Regions from separate parts of the Mus musculus genome. Here all the other regions are linked to region 1. Evidence: chromatin contacts called from public Hi-C and capture Hi-C data. All regions are on one chromosome and are shown on one strand. Each heading gives the region's core, a stretch centred on a gene start, on an enhancer-like site or on the middle of the called end of the contact. The rest is flanking DNA. Distances are from core to core; before and after follow the strand shown. Region 1 has its middle 24 kb from the start of Kcnj2. Region 2 has its middle 11 kb from the start of Gm46300. Region 3 has its middle 54 kb from the start of Gm46300. Region 4 has its middle 150 kb from the start of Gm46300.

Region 1 (3,273 bases), core at 288-2,787:
AAATTCTCAAATGACGAAATGATAAAAATGTTAGGTAATATTTGTCACAATTGTTAAATGTTCATGATTTCTTCTTGATGCAGTGGTTAACGTTTGAAGCCATGTGTCTAAATGGATGTTGATGGCTCTGATTCCAAGTGAAATAGATTCATGTCTCAGTCCTATCAATGATGAATTATGAATCTGAGGGAAAATGGTCCAATTTCTCTGCTCAACTCTTTTGGAATACTTATAATACAGATATTCCTTTGAATATTTCTGGGTTCCTTATGGCCATCAGTTGTCATGGTTCTTCCTCACTCTACTTCTCATCTTGCCCACTTTGTTTGTTGCTTGCCTTCCCTCACTCTTTATGCTGACTGTTGCTAGTATATTCCTCTGGTGTATGTGTCTATGTGCCCCTAATAGTCCTATGTAGGAGATCTCAATGCCCAAGTTGATAGCAGTGAGAGATGAGTCCTTGGTCCAAAGTGAAGTCAAGAGACTTCACAAGAGATGACAGTGCTCTTGTAGAACAGACCAGGGACTCCTTGCTCCTCCCACTGTGTGGGGTTCAGAGAGAAGCATTCTTCATGGGTCAGATACACTCTGGCTTGATCTTGGACTTCTATACCTGTAGAGATAAATTCCTAATTCTGATTAGCCAACTACTTTCTAGGACATCGGTAGGACAATGCCAATAGAGGGAGTATGTAGCCTATGATCTCTCTTCTCAGAATTCTGGCTCAATGTGAATTTACCTGGACATTTCCAGTGTCCAGTTCCTCTCTGTACAGTTGGGAGTCTTCCTTTAATGAGTAACCTACCATGATCTGATCATGTAATGTACACAGTAAGAACTTGACAGTGTAGTTAATGTGATCATTGCTGATCTTGTTTTTCTGATCTATTTTCCCATCCTTTTCTATGATAGTACATCTATGTTCCTTGAGTAGTTTATATAAAGACCACAAAGTCTGAATGTGGAAAAGATGGGAATACCGCTTATCCACCACAATGAGAGGAAATTCTAAGAAACAGCATGAGTGCTGTGATAAGGACAACTTATATATGTGACATGAACCAAGAGAGGTCATCCACCGTACAAACTTCTGTTTATGCTATTCTCAAATTTCATTTTTACTGCTTGAGAGTTTCATGTATCCATGTAACATGCTTCGACCAAACCCACCCCTCAGCCCTGGATCTCTAGCTTCTTTTCCAGAACTCTCCATCGTTCCTTGACAACTTCACGTGCTACTTTTAAAAGCCACTACATCCACTTAGTACTGACTGCATTTACATGGATGTAGGACCCTTTGCAGGGCCTTGGGTAGTCTCTCACGGTCCTCATCCCTGAAGCAAACTGATTCTCCCTCTTCTAGAAGCCACCACTTGCCAGTAGCTCCCCAGCTATGGGTGGGGCTTAATTAATCGTTCCCCTCCCATGCTGGGATAATAATAGTATTAATAATTATTATGAAAATGTCTCTAGTAATTGCTTTTCTATTAGGGGTTGAGCATTCTTGGTCCCTATTGCGCCACCTTGTGGTTACAAGACAACACAAGTTTTCCCATGAAGTAAATCTGGTATGGTTTTCGGTTTCTTGGTTTTTTTCCCCTCCTCTCCAATTTGGAGTGCATTTTAGCAGTAATAGCTATAATCAAAGTGTGACCATTCAAGGCAGAAAGTAGTACGCACTGAAGGCAAGTGTGGCCCTGTCTAAGTATGGATTACATGTTCTCTCTCTTCCCTTGGCTTCCTCAACCTAGATTACATTAGAAGAAGAAACTGGAGTTCACACAGGCTGTTTTTCTGGGTCTACATATATAGTCAAGGATGTCTGGATAGTGTCCATCGAGAATCTAATAATTAATAGTTCTATTTATTACAAGAAAAGTAGTCAGAACGTATGTAGTAATCACCAGTAAATTACAGAATGATCATGCACACACACAGAGGGGAAATAGCTTACAAATCACAATTCTCATTACTGAGTAGGATTTGCTTTGTAGGCATGCTCATTCCACTCCAGTAAATTGTATGTACTTCACAGATCTGTAGTACTTGCTTACAGAATATTTTTGTTCCGTCTTGTCTTCTAAATTCCAACTTTGTCAGCATCCAGAGCTGAAGAGTGGAGAAAGATAGGACGGTCCATTTGCCTACAGAGTCCTGCTTGCTAGGGAGTAAATATTATATTTTCAAATTGAGAAATGAAATAGTTATGGTCTTACTGCATCAAAGCCTGTTTGCTTTGGCATATACAGACAAGGATCAAAGTATTAGATAACAGTAAAGTCCAACAACTCTCTCACTTTATGGAGGAAAGAGAGAAGAGAGAAGTGTGTGGGAGATACAGAATGGAGAAAGAGATAGAGGTATATAGAGAGAACATCCCAGGTATATTATCGTGTTAACATTGACTTTAAGTATCCACCCGCATGTCCATCCATCTGTCTGTCTATCTGTCTGTACCTCCATCCATCTGTTCGTCCACCCATCTTTGGTCTCTATCTCTGTTTCTTTGACATTATGTCTATCCTGTTCATTCCCTCTTGAGACAATGTTAACTATCAACTTGATAGAAACTAGAATCACCACTGAGTGAGTTTGTGTCTGCCTGTTTATCATCTTTGTTGTGTTAAGTGAGGAGGTGATCCATCCACAGCGGGTGGTGACCACTCCCTGACTAGAACTGTAAAGAGTATAAATGGAGAAGGAGGACTTAGCATTAGAATATATTCCCTTCTCTCTGTTTCCGGACTCTGGGATTCATGTGACCGGCTAATGGAAGACCTGGATACCTTCAGCCTCTTACTACAGTTGACTGTACCTTTAACTATGAGCTGGAATAACCCCTTTCTCCCGTAAGTTGCATTTGTTAAAGTGTTTTTATTTTTTAATCACCGCTACAGATAGATGTAACTGAATCGTGAGCCCTCTCTATTTGGTTCATGCATGCCTTAGACTCCCTCTGTATTTTCATTTCTCAGTTGCTCTCTTTTTGTTTTTACCATCTAGTTTACACTAAAACCTATAATAGTCAGTGATCTTGATGTGAATCCAAACTCTTTGGATCCCCCATGTGGCCTCAGGCAAATGAATGCAAATGTTTAAAGCCTTTCTGTTCTGTTAAATGGGGATTAAAGCAACTCCATACAAGATTATGACAATTAAAGTGATGCATCAAATATAAAAGCATTGCAACTGATGTAATTATAGTTTACTTAAAATGTAAATAAGTTTACCTAAAATGTAAATTAAAAAATAAAAATATACAAAAAAACTGA
Region 2 (3,273 bases), core at 505-3,004, 480 kb before region 1:
CCTGCCATACTTCAATTCAGGCTGTGCTCTGGTTGGATGCATTTTAGGCAGGCGTGTGTACTCTACCAAGAGACACACCTTGTCTCTTTGTTTATCAGTTTTTTTTGTTGTCATCTGTTTGGTTAGGGTGGCATTGGATGTTGTAAAATTGCTGTACTTCATAAGGGTATGCAGAAAAAAACACTCTGAGTTCATGTGATTATTCCTTCATTTCTCAGCAAAAAATTTCACAGCAGCTTAAGCACCAGGTGGGATCCGCCTTTGTAACTATTATTACTGTGGTGCGTGCCAAAGTGAATTTTAAGACTCTCTTATTTCCTGCATGTATCAGCTCCAGTTGTGTGTGTGTCTGTGTAAGTATGTGAACATGTTCATGGATGGGGAGGTATGTGTGTGTGTTTCTACACCTGGAGGCCAAAGGTCAAAGTCTGCTGCTCTTCATTGTCATGCTCCACTTAATATTTTCAGAGTCTCTCACTGAGCCTGGGGCTGCTGACTTAGCTGGACTGGCTGGCCAGAAAATCCCAAAGACCCTCCTAAGTCCACTTCCCCAGAGCTGGGATTACTGCTGAGCCTGACATTTTGTGTGAGTTCTAGTGCATCAAACTCAGACCTCCATGCTTGTCTGAGAAGGGTTTTATTGACTTGACCTTGACTATCTCCCAGTATTAGTTACAGTTTTTAGATCTTTCTCTCTCTCTCTCTCCCCCCTGACCCCATTCTTCCAAGTCACGGCTTTTTAATTTTGTTTTGTGGCTTATACATTGTTGTTTTGATGTTTCAAAGCTTCAGGATAACTTTTGTCTGCTTGTGCTTATGTGTGCGTGCGTGTGCATGCATAGGTGTGTAGGGTATGTGTGTATGTGCATACGTGTACATATTTGTATGTGTAGGGTCTGAGTGCATGCATGCATGTACAGTTGCTGTTTAACACTGTGCCTATAGATTTTGGGCACTCAAATATTTTTGGAATGCAGTTCCGAGTCAAAAGAATAAATCTGTGCAGGGCAGTGTTGCACACTCCTTTAATCCCATCACTCGGGAGGCAGAGGCAGGCGGATTTCTGAGTTTGAGGCCAGCCTGGTCTACAGAGTGAGTTCCAGGACAGTCAGGGCTACACAGAGAAACTCTGTTTTGAAAAACCAAAAGAAGAAAGAGAAAAAAAAAAAGAATAAATCTGTAAATGTGGAATAGTAGGACTTGTCTTTTAATAAATTATTTTTTTCTCAATTACGTTTGAGATTCTGAAAGGTCTTTATTCAAAGCATTTCCCTCTTTAGAAACTCTTCTGTTCCAGCTCATTAGGAAGGGGTCCAAGTTCCCATTTGATTTAGAAACTTCTTCTTTTTCCCCCCCTAGGACTGGAAAGTTGTCACCCTTAGGGATTTTGGAAAGATTTTAACATGAATCCAGGAAATCCAATTCTGTTCAAAATCAATTATTTGTGTTTTCTGAAAAAATCTATTTTCTGAAAATCTATTTTCTGAAATCTATAAAAACTACTCTCAAAAAGAATTCTAGGAAATTGCTTCCCTTCATTACCCGTCTGCCTGGTGTTCCCCCTTTAGTTTGTCCAAAAGGGAGGAAATAATGTTCACACTTTTCACGATGCTATGATGACTGAGATATGCTCGCGGGTCCAGTGAGCTTTCTGGGGTGGGAGGGTCTGAGTCTCCTTGGGAACTTCAAGGCCATTGCTGCTGACCGCCTGGGGCAGGAAGGAACTCATGAGTAGTGAGGGGGAAGTAGCTAAGCCTGGCTTAGAGGAAGTGTAACTGGCAATATTTTCCCAATTCCTAAGTCAAGTCTGCTTTACCGTCAATAACTAATAACTCAGAGGATACAACCTTGGAAATGCATTTCCTCAGGGATGCGGCCTATGAGGCAGGCAGCTTCTTTATTATTATTATTATTATTATTATTATTATTATTGGTTAGTAGGCATCAAAGTGTATAGCTTATAGCAGGAATTCAGTGGGACTTCCAGTTTGTCTCCACTCCCAGCGCTGTGAGCTTTGCCCACTTGCTCATCTCCCCGCAGTGTGGGAGCGAACCCAGCTGAGATGGATCTTTTTCTAGGCTGGGTGTCATAGAAGCTTTGAGCAGGGGCGTAGGTGCATAGTTAAGCATCCCCATGTTCTGATTACCTAACCAATTGCCATTGAATCTTGGAGCAAAATTGGTCCCCTGTGTCTTTTTGAGTCATTGGCAATTGTTGGAAGAGGTGAAGATAGTTTCTTTTGGAAGAAGAACCGAAAGCAATTTACTCTGAGTAGCTAAGTATGTTATTTCGGGGAACAGCATGACCATCAGATATGCACAAAGCAATTTGGAAGTCACCATGTGGAATGTATTCTGTTTACTGCATTCAGAAAAGTCATTTTAATTGGTCTCTGCAACCCATCACTGGGAATCCCTCTTCCCATAGCTGGTGCCTAGCCCATGCCTGTGCTCCGTTCTCTTTCCCATTCCCGCTTCCGCAGTAGCTCTGCTACTGTTCTGTGTCCGTGGCCCCATCACTCAAATGGTTTTACCAACAGGATTGACCTTGGCAACTGTGACGCTGCGAAGATCACGTTTGACAGGCGCTCTCTTGTTTTTAGCGTCCAGTTTCGCTGGAGGCTGCAGGAAGCTGCCTCCCGCAGGCTGAGGTCTGGAGGAGAAGCTGATAACACAAGGAGAAGCACCTGGTAGCAGCAGCAGCACTTCATCCAGGATGAAAACAGGAACTAAAATATAAACAACATCCTTTTTCCAGAAGCCAGAGCTCAGCTCCCTCCCGAGTGGGGTTGAGTCTGTTCTCCCAAGAGTCTCACGAGAACCTTTACTGAGGCAGGAAGGAAGGTCAGGGCATGAAGCAGGGTTTCAAGATTTCCGGTGGAAATCATCAAAAAGGATTTTTTTAAAAAAAAATTGTTATTGTTGTTGACGATCTTTTAAGTTCACGAATATGAGCAATAATCGTAGTTACAGCGCCGCACTTGCTTTTAGATGAATAAAAATTTAAATAGCTCAAGTCTGACAACATTTCCAAGGAAATGATGCAAATGGATCAAAGCGAAAAAGAAGAAAGGGCACGCTGCTGATCTCGTCTTTCCCACACCGTTTCGTCTGAAATGGATGTTATTTGTAACAGGGAAGTATGGCATCATGTTCCCTGTGATTGGTTGCTCGGCCAGTGTGTTCTGCTCACCCAATAAAGCAGAAATGTATGTGGAGTGAGGCGAGGGCTCTCCTCAGTGCCTCCAGTCAGTATGTAATGACTCAGGACCA
Region 3 (3,273 bases), core at 235-2,734, 440 kb before region 1:
TGCCCAATCAAGCATACTTATGGTATTATACAGGGAGGCCTTAAATATGTATTAAGTAACTTGTTGTCTGAACATTCCACTTGAAATTGTGGGTTCCTTAACAACAAAAGTACACAAACATTCTTTCAAACTGTTAGGAGAGCAGACAGCTTAAAGGAATAGGAGACCATCTTTATCAGTTATATCCAAGACAGAGAGCTAGTATCCAGGATTTACAATGAAATGCAAAATTAAACACCAGTAAAAAGAAGAAAACCAAATCGTGCAAATCAACAAATGGATTTTTTTTTAAAGATAGGATTTCTCTGACTGTCCTGGAAATATTCTCTGTAGGCCAGGCTTGGTTCAAACTCAGAGATCTACCTTCCTCTGCCTCCCAAGTGTTAGGATTAAAGGCATGTACCACCACAACTGGCTGAAATCAACAGTTCACAAGAGATATAGATCAGTGGTCAATAACTATTTTAAAAAAGAAACCAAAATCTTTAGTATTCAAGGGAATTTAAGCTAAACTACTTTGAGAAACCACCTGATTCCTGTGAGATTGGATAACATAAAACAGGAAATGCTGGTGGTGAAGATGTGGGGATGTAATGTGCTGATGGGAGTGTAGTGTATACATGTGCACACATACATATGAACACAGGAATGACTATAAATGTGGACAAAGCCTAATACAATAGAAAAAGGACCAAGAGAAGCTGAAGGTCAATGAACAGGAAGGTTGGGAATGGACAAAAGGACTCTTAGGACATGGCAAAGGGGAAGAGACCAGAAGAAGGGTCTCTCTCTCTCTCTCTCTCTCTCTCTCTCTCTCTCTCTCTCTCTCTCTCTCTCTCTCTCTCTCCCTCCCTCCCTCTCTCTCCCAATCTCTCTCTCCAAACCAAAACAAAAAACAAAAAAAACAAAAAACAAAAGAAAAGCATCTTGTTAAGAAAGATAAAGAAGGTAGGGAAGAAATATGAACAGAGTTAGGAAAACACATTTTAAAATGAATGCACTACCTTATTAAAAAATAGTTAACCTATTAGTTTATTTTTTGTCATAAGGCTTCACACATCCCAGGCTGGCTTTGAATTTTCCACGTAGCTGAATTTACAATCCAGCTGCTCCCACCTCCCAAGTGCTGAGATTACAGGTAGCCAGCCCCATACTCCCTTTCTGCAGGTGTTGGCAAGGGAACCTAGGGCCTCACTCGTGCTAGGAAAGCCCTTAACCACCTGAGCTACAATCCCAGTTACAGTTTTTCTTCTGAAATGTTAAAGCTGACATAAAGTCCTCATGGTCTGAGATGTGCACCCACTGGGAAGTGCCTACGTCTACAACATTCTTGATGTTTGTCCTAATGCTGGAATTGACATATTTTTCTATAAAAATAAGAAAACTGAGGTTCATCTTTTGCAGGGACATCATCATCTGTTCCTTGTTTCAAGAGTGTGAGTATTATTTACACGTCCTGGGTTTCTGACCCCTAGTGGTAGAGACCAAATCCATTACTCATGAGCCGCTCAATTTGCAGCCATTTAACATTCCAGATTCTCTGGCAGAGAGAGGAATAATGGAAACTTGCAATGTTTTCTCTCTCGGTTTATTTCTGTTCTCTTATTTCCCCTTTTTCATGTTCCCCTTTCTTCTCTGCCACTCTCTCCTTTTGCTTTCTTCATTTCTCAAGAATCCTTAAGGGAAATGTAGACCCGCTTTCCCAAGGCATCCCAGGAGTTTGGGATGGGGGAACACTGTATTAACATTGGGTTATTTCAAGAACTCAGTAAGTGTACTCCCCCAGTCAACCAGAGCCCGTTAAATGCAGGTGCCGCAATGTTTAATGAGGTTGACAGAGACTAAGGGAAGTGGCCGCCATAGGAGCCGCATGTGGTTTATCTACCAAGTGGCAATGATCCTTGATACCCCAGTGCCACTCCTAGGGCAGCAGATCTGTCTTTAATCTACTTGGATCACTGAGCAAATGGCTTAAATAAAATCTCTGCATGAGTGAGTCATGTCCTTCTTGGCTCCCGGATGGCATACCGAGGAGCAATGGTTTACTTTGTCTGAGTAAAAACATTAATATAAGAGAAACATTTTTGTTATGTGGTATCCTAACCCTCCTCCCCCCCAAAAAAATAAAATCACAAAAAGAAAGAAGAGACATATGGGCTGGAGCAGTGAAATTTGGATGAAAAAGTTCCACTTGACACGAGGAAACTCATGAAAAAAAATGTAGTAAATTTTCTTGGCAGAGGAGGGTAAAATGCAATCAGGAAGAAGTGGAAAAATATATATTTTTTTCACTGAACTGTGGCAGTGGATCTAACAGTGTTAGGCATGTAAAGAACTAATTCTAAGCCTCTTGCAGTTTTCAGTTAGATGAGATGCATTAAAAACCCTTGTGATCCATAGGGGTGGTGTTTCAGTGGCAGAGTCTGCATTGCCATGAACAGAGATGTTCATGTCTCTCTTCAAGGGAACTGGTTCACAGGAAGATAAAAATGCAGGTAGGATTGGTGTGGATGGAATGCACAAGTCTGTCCAAGTCACTATGGCATTTTCTCTGACTAAGAGCATCCAGGTTCTGCAGAATTCTTTCTTTCTTTCTTTCTTTCTTTCTTTCTTTCTTTCTTTCTTTCTTTCTTTCTTTCTTTCTTTCTTTCTTTCTTTCTTTCTTTCTTTCTCTCTTTCTTCTCTCTTTCTCTCTTTCTCTCTCTCTTTCTCTCTTTCTCTCTTTCTCTTTCTCTCTCTCTTTCTCTCTTTCTCTTTCTCTCTCTCTCTCTCTCTCTCTCTCTCTCTCTCTCTCTCTCTCTCTCTCTCTCTTTCCCTTCCCTTCCCTTCCCTTCCCTTCCCTTCCCTTCCCTTCCCCTTCCCCTTCCCTTTCCCCTTCCCCTTTCTTCCTTCCTTCCTTCCTTCCTTCCTTCCTTCCTTCCTTCCTTCCTTCCTTTCTTCCTTCCTTCCTTCCTTCCTTCCTTCTTCCCTTTCTCCCTCCCTCCCTCCCTCCTTTCTCTCCCTCTCCCTCTCTCTCCCTCTCCCTCTCTCTCCCTCTCCCTCTCTCTCTCTCTCCCTCCCTCCCTCCCTCCCTCCCTCCCTCTTTCTTTCTTTCTTTCTTTCTTTCTTTCTTTCTTTCTTTCTTTCTTTCTTTCTTTCTTAAGGCTTGCATATGTAATGTTTCCCACAGACTCACGATGGCCCCATTTGGTCGAGCTGTTTTGGGAGATGGTGGAGTCTGGGTCATGAGATCTAGTGGCTAGATAGATGTGAGTTGTGGGGGGGGGGACAGGG
Region 4 (3,273 bases), core at 564-3,063, 340 kb before region 1:
CTGCAATGATCTAATTCATGTATATTTACATGGCATACAAAGAGTTAGCTTTAGACACTACCTGGGAAACACCTTGAAGGGATACCTAGACATCCCTTGGGAGAGATGGCAACAAAGTTGACAACAGCTTTTGTGGCTGAGCAGAGAAGACATGGAATTTATACTGAGGACCATGGACAGAGAACATGGTGGGTTCAGATCGGAGCCTAAAATTAGGAGTTTCAAAATGAAATCTGGATGGCTGGAATTTCTATGAAGGCTATTTTTCACATAAGCTGTCTTTGGTTCACAGTAACAGCAGAGAGACACTTACATAGAAAATGCTTAGCCCATCAGGTGAAGCCTGTTAGTACCCAGGCAGAGCATTGGGGAAATCCTGGTGGCACTTAGCATATGGGAAGACAATATATCTCTTTATATTTTTTATAGCATATGAGACTAGGTAGAAATGTAGCAGCTACAAAATCCATCTTGGATTAAATTTAATTAATTAATTAGAATCTAAATAGTAATGTTGAGTGAGTCAAAGATCTAGTCAATTCACTATGCTTGGTTAGACTTAGCAGTGTTGCAAAGCACTTTGAAATTGTTTTGATCATATGATGAAAGTGAATTGTATTTTTTTTTTTTTAGCAGACTTTGTTTTGCAATCTGAATTCCTTTTGGACTTTGCTTTGCAAAAGGTTGAAATGAAAGGCATGGCAGTGATTCAGCCTGTTAAGAAGGTTAACAATTAGTCATCACTTTAATGGACGAGACAAATACACTATCTCTACCTTTTAAAAATAACAGCACTTTTAATTAGATTTTGATCATAAAGGTCAAACGGAGTATAAGTTTGAGAGAGCAGAATGGTCTATGTTGGCAAAACAGCTTCACCTCAGACCTGCTTAGATGGCTTGATGAACTCACACAGATGGTGACAGGCTCCTTCCCCTTCAGGGCCTTCAGTGACCATATGCTGATTCTGTGGATCTCACTGACTTCAATATATCCAAGCTGGACCTCAGCGCTCTGGGCTACGGTACTTCCACTTCGATACCACGTAAATGTCTTATGATATGCCTATCCCTTGCTTCCCTGCATAATGCACAATGAAGCAATCCTACAACCCTGATACTTCTTCACTATTCTGCTCTTCATTTCAGACTTTGCATCATAATCAACCCATTATTTTTTTCAAGTGCTAATTTGGGGTTAAAACATGTTGACTTTAGCGGACAGATGCTGTTCTGGCACCCTAACACTGTGCAACAAGTTACTGCAATACCTTGTGACATAAAGGAATTTTTTTTTCATCATGTTGTGAGAGGAGAATTGGAATAGGGCCCATTTGGGATTGATGTTCGCTGTGCCATGATGTTCAGAGCTTTGCTAGGAACAGTTCTTCTGGCTTCTGAGATGACTTGCCTGGAAATTTCCGGTTGGTGTTGGTTGCTTCCTTAGTTCAATGCAACACATGCGATAGGATTAATTCTCAAGAGTCTTTTTTTTTATCCACACATTTGGAGCCTGGGGTGGATGGAGGGTAAGGCTGGATAGATATCCCTCGTCTTCTCTTTCCCTTCTCCCTTTCCTCCTCATCTCCTCTTTGCTTCCCTCTCTCCTTCTCTTCTTCTCCCCTCACTTCCATGTCCCCGCACCCACTCTTCTCTTCCCTTCTTTCCCTGCCTTCTTATGGCCTCCCCGTGTCTCTCTTTCCCTTGAATATGGCTTTCACACACCCATATCTTGAGGTTTTGCACAGTGTAACCAATCGGCCTTCTTAGTTGGTGGCCAGAACTTCCTCTGGTAGAGTTTTGCAATTTGCAATACAATTTGCAATATGAATGCATTTCTGTAACAGAGCACACAGTGTCCTCATCCTCCAGAGTCCCTCTTGGCTTTCAACATTTTACATTCTAACTTCCTGTAGATGGGACATGCACTGTCTTTCTATGCACCGTATAGTGTGGGCTCGGTAGTTGATGTTAAGTGCAGCTATTTGCCTTTGGATTTTTGTGGATTCTAATAGTGAGATTTTTCAATCATGGTTGTAGAATGGATACTGTCAGCAGCTGATTATGTTCTTGCTAGAATGTTCCAAATTTTAGTCAATCCTAGCCGTATGGTACTTTCATTTTTCAAGTTCAGTGGTTTTCTGATGAAGTAGGGAACGAACACAATTATTGGATTCATTTGGGCTATAAACTCATTAACAGACATGTGAAAAATCTATCACATAGCCTTCTCTTTTCTATTAAGAGTGAAATGTACATTTTTCATATTATTTCCCTTGGTGGTTTGATTCAATCTATCGCACTGCATTGGAACTAGGAAAACACTTGAGCTGGAAAAATTTTGTCTTTGATTTGTTTATACTTCGCTTCAAAGATGTTTTCCATTCCTAAGATATTCTGCTTTTTCAGTTTCTGGGGCCCTTAAGAATAGCAGCCCTTGATCCAGTTCAGAGCTCTCTGGGAGGGACTATATTCATATGCCCACAGAGCTACATGGACACTGGAGACCAACGTGATGAGTGATTTACACCAGTAACACCCTGGGAATTCTGGGAATGTGGTTTCTCTCCTTTGTAAGTGATCACACACACCACTCTCATTAGCCCAAGCCCAAAGTGACTATTTGTGCAAGCTGTGATCTTTCATTTGTCCCAAGGATGTCAGTTAGCTGGACCATTTCTCATCCCTGGTTTGTGCAGGACATATATCTCCACGGTCTAGCCTTTATAGTGACTACTCAACAGGATATTGTTGACAGGAATCATGATGCCTTTTCCTCTGTAGATCAAGAATCGAGTGGATTTGACATGCCAGTATGGTGATCATTCTTACATAGGACAGGTATCTGGGATTAGAGGACACTGATTGCCCCATATGATCTATACTTTGGAGCATAGGGCTGACATTAGCCACACTGGCAACGTGACGGCCAAAAGGGTATACTCGTGAAAGAAAATACAGTGCTTCTGACAGAAACTGTACTATTGTACAAATGGTCTGTGCATGATCTGCCTAGGCATCCCCTCTCCTGCCATTCCACTCTTCTCTCCACCACCAATGCCATGTTCTCTGTAGTTTTTGTTCCTGCCTCCATTTTGATGAGTTGTCATGAAGAAATAAAGGTATGTGGTGGTGGGTGGCTTTCCCCCAAATGTTCATCTCTTGCGTTTCCAAATAGGCCCATTGGGCTACTTTGTGTGCTTCAAGCTAAAATGGGCTTGTTTCTAAAAATAGACCTCTGTTCCTGCTGTGCCATCTGCACCATCCCTTTGTA

What was found. A called contact is a pair of places that touch in the nucleus more often than the background predicts. Capture Hi-C pulls out chosen DNA fragments and counts their contacts.
Region 2: a Hi-C map of bone marrow-derived macrophages shows a contact between it and region 1, with 26 read pairs. The contact joins two enhancer-like sites. A contact is called at or near these places in 2 of 15 datasets of contacts at CTCF or cohesin (the NIH/3T3 cell line and stem cell-derived epiblast-like cells), 88 of 484 Hi-C or Micro-C datasets (the AML12 cell line, the Ba/F3 cell line, DN2 thymocytes and 55 more), 6 of 115 datasets of contacts at active chromatin or transcription factors (astrocytes, bone marrow-derived dendritic cells, embryonic stem cells and 1 more) and 3 of 9 other capture datasets (adipose tissue, embryonic stem cells and pancreatic islet).
Region 3: a Hi-C map of bone marrow-derived macrophages shows a contact between it and region 1, with 21 read pairs. The contact joins two enhancer-like sites. A contact is called at or near these places in 1 of 15 datasets of contacts at CTCF or cohesin (the NIH/3T3 cell line), 3 of 484 Hi-C or Micro-C datasets (astrocytes, bone marrow-derived macrophages and cerebral cortex) and 1 of 115 datasets of contacts at active chromatin or transcription factors (a colorectal cancer cell line).
Region 4: a capture Hi-C map of bone marrow-derived macrophages shows a contact between it and region 1, with 4 times the contacts expected there. The contact joins two enhancer-like sites. A contact is called at or near these places in 7 of 484 Hi-C or Micro-C datasets (bone marrow-derived macrophages, cortical neurons, granulocyte-monocyte progenitors and 4 more), 1 of 115 datasets of contacts at active chromatin or transcription factors (acute myeloid leukemia) and 1 of 9 other capture datasets (bone marrow-derived macrophages).

Annotation. Positions count from the first base shown.
Region 1 is chr11:111,040,869-111,044,141 of GRCm38.p6, forward strand. No RefSeq gene overlaps it. Among named protein-coding and RNA genes, the nearest start is that of Kcnj2, 24 kb to the right of the region's middle. Within about 2 kb of position 1,538, at least 1 of the 459 cell types and tissues checked has an H3K27ac peak or open chromatin away from gene starts, as enhancers often do. A contact at or near this core is called in bone marrow-derived macrophages, where this site is marked.
Region 2 is chr11:110,560,812-110,564,084 of GRCm38.p6, forward strand. No RefSeq gene overlaps it. Among named protein-coding and RNA genes, the nearest start is that of Gm46300, 11 kb to the left of the region's middle. Within about 2 kb of position 1,755, at least 13 of the 459 cell types and tissues checked have an H3K27ac peak or open chromatin away from gene starts, as enhancers often do. A contact at or near this core is called in bone marrow-derived macrophages, where this site is marked.
Region 3 is chr11:110,603,702-110,606,974 of GRCm38.p6, forward strand. No RefSeq gene overlaps it. Among named protein-coding and RNA genes, the nearest start is that of Gm46300, 54 kb to the left of the region's middle. Within about 2 kb of position 1,485, at least 14 of the 459 cell types and tissues checked have an H3K27ac peak or open chromatin away from gene starts, as enhancers often do. A contact at or near this core is called in bone marrow-derived macrophages, where this site is marked.
Region 4 is chr11:110,700,493-110,703,765 of GRCm38.p6, forward strand. No RefSeq gene overlaps it. Among named protein-coding and RNA genes, the nearest start is that of Gm46300, 150 kb to the left of the region's middle. Within about 2 kb of position 1,814, at least 28 of the 459 cell types and tissues checked have an H3K27ac peak or open chromatin away from gene starts, as enhancers often do. A contact at or near this core is called in bone marrow-derived macrophages, where this site is marked.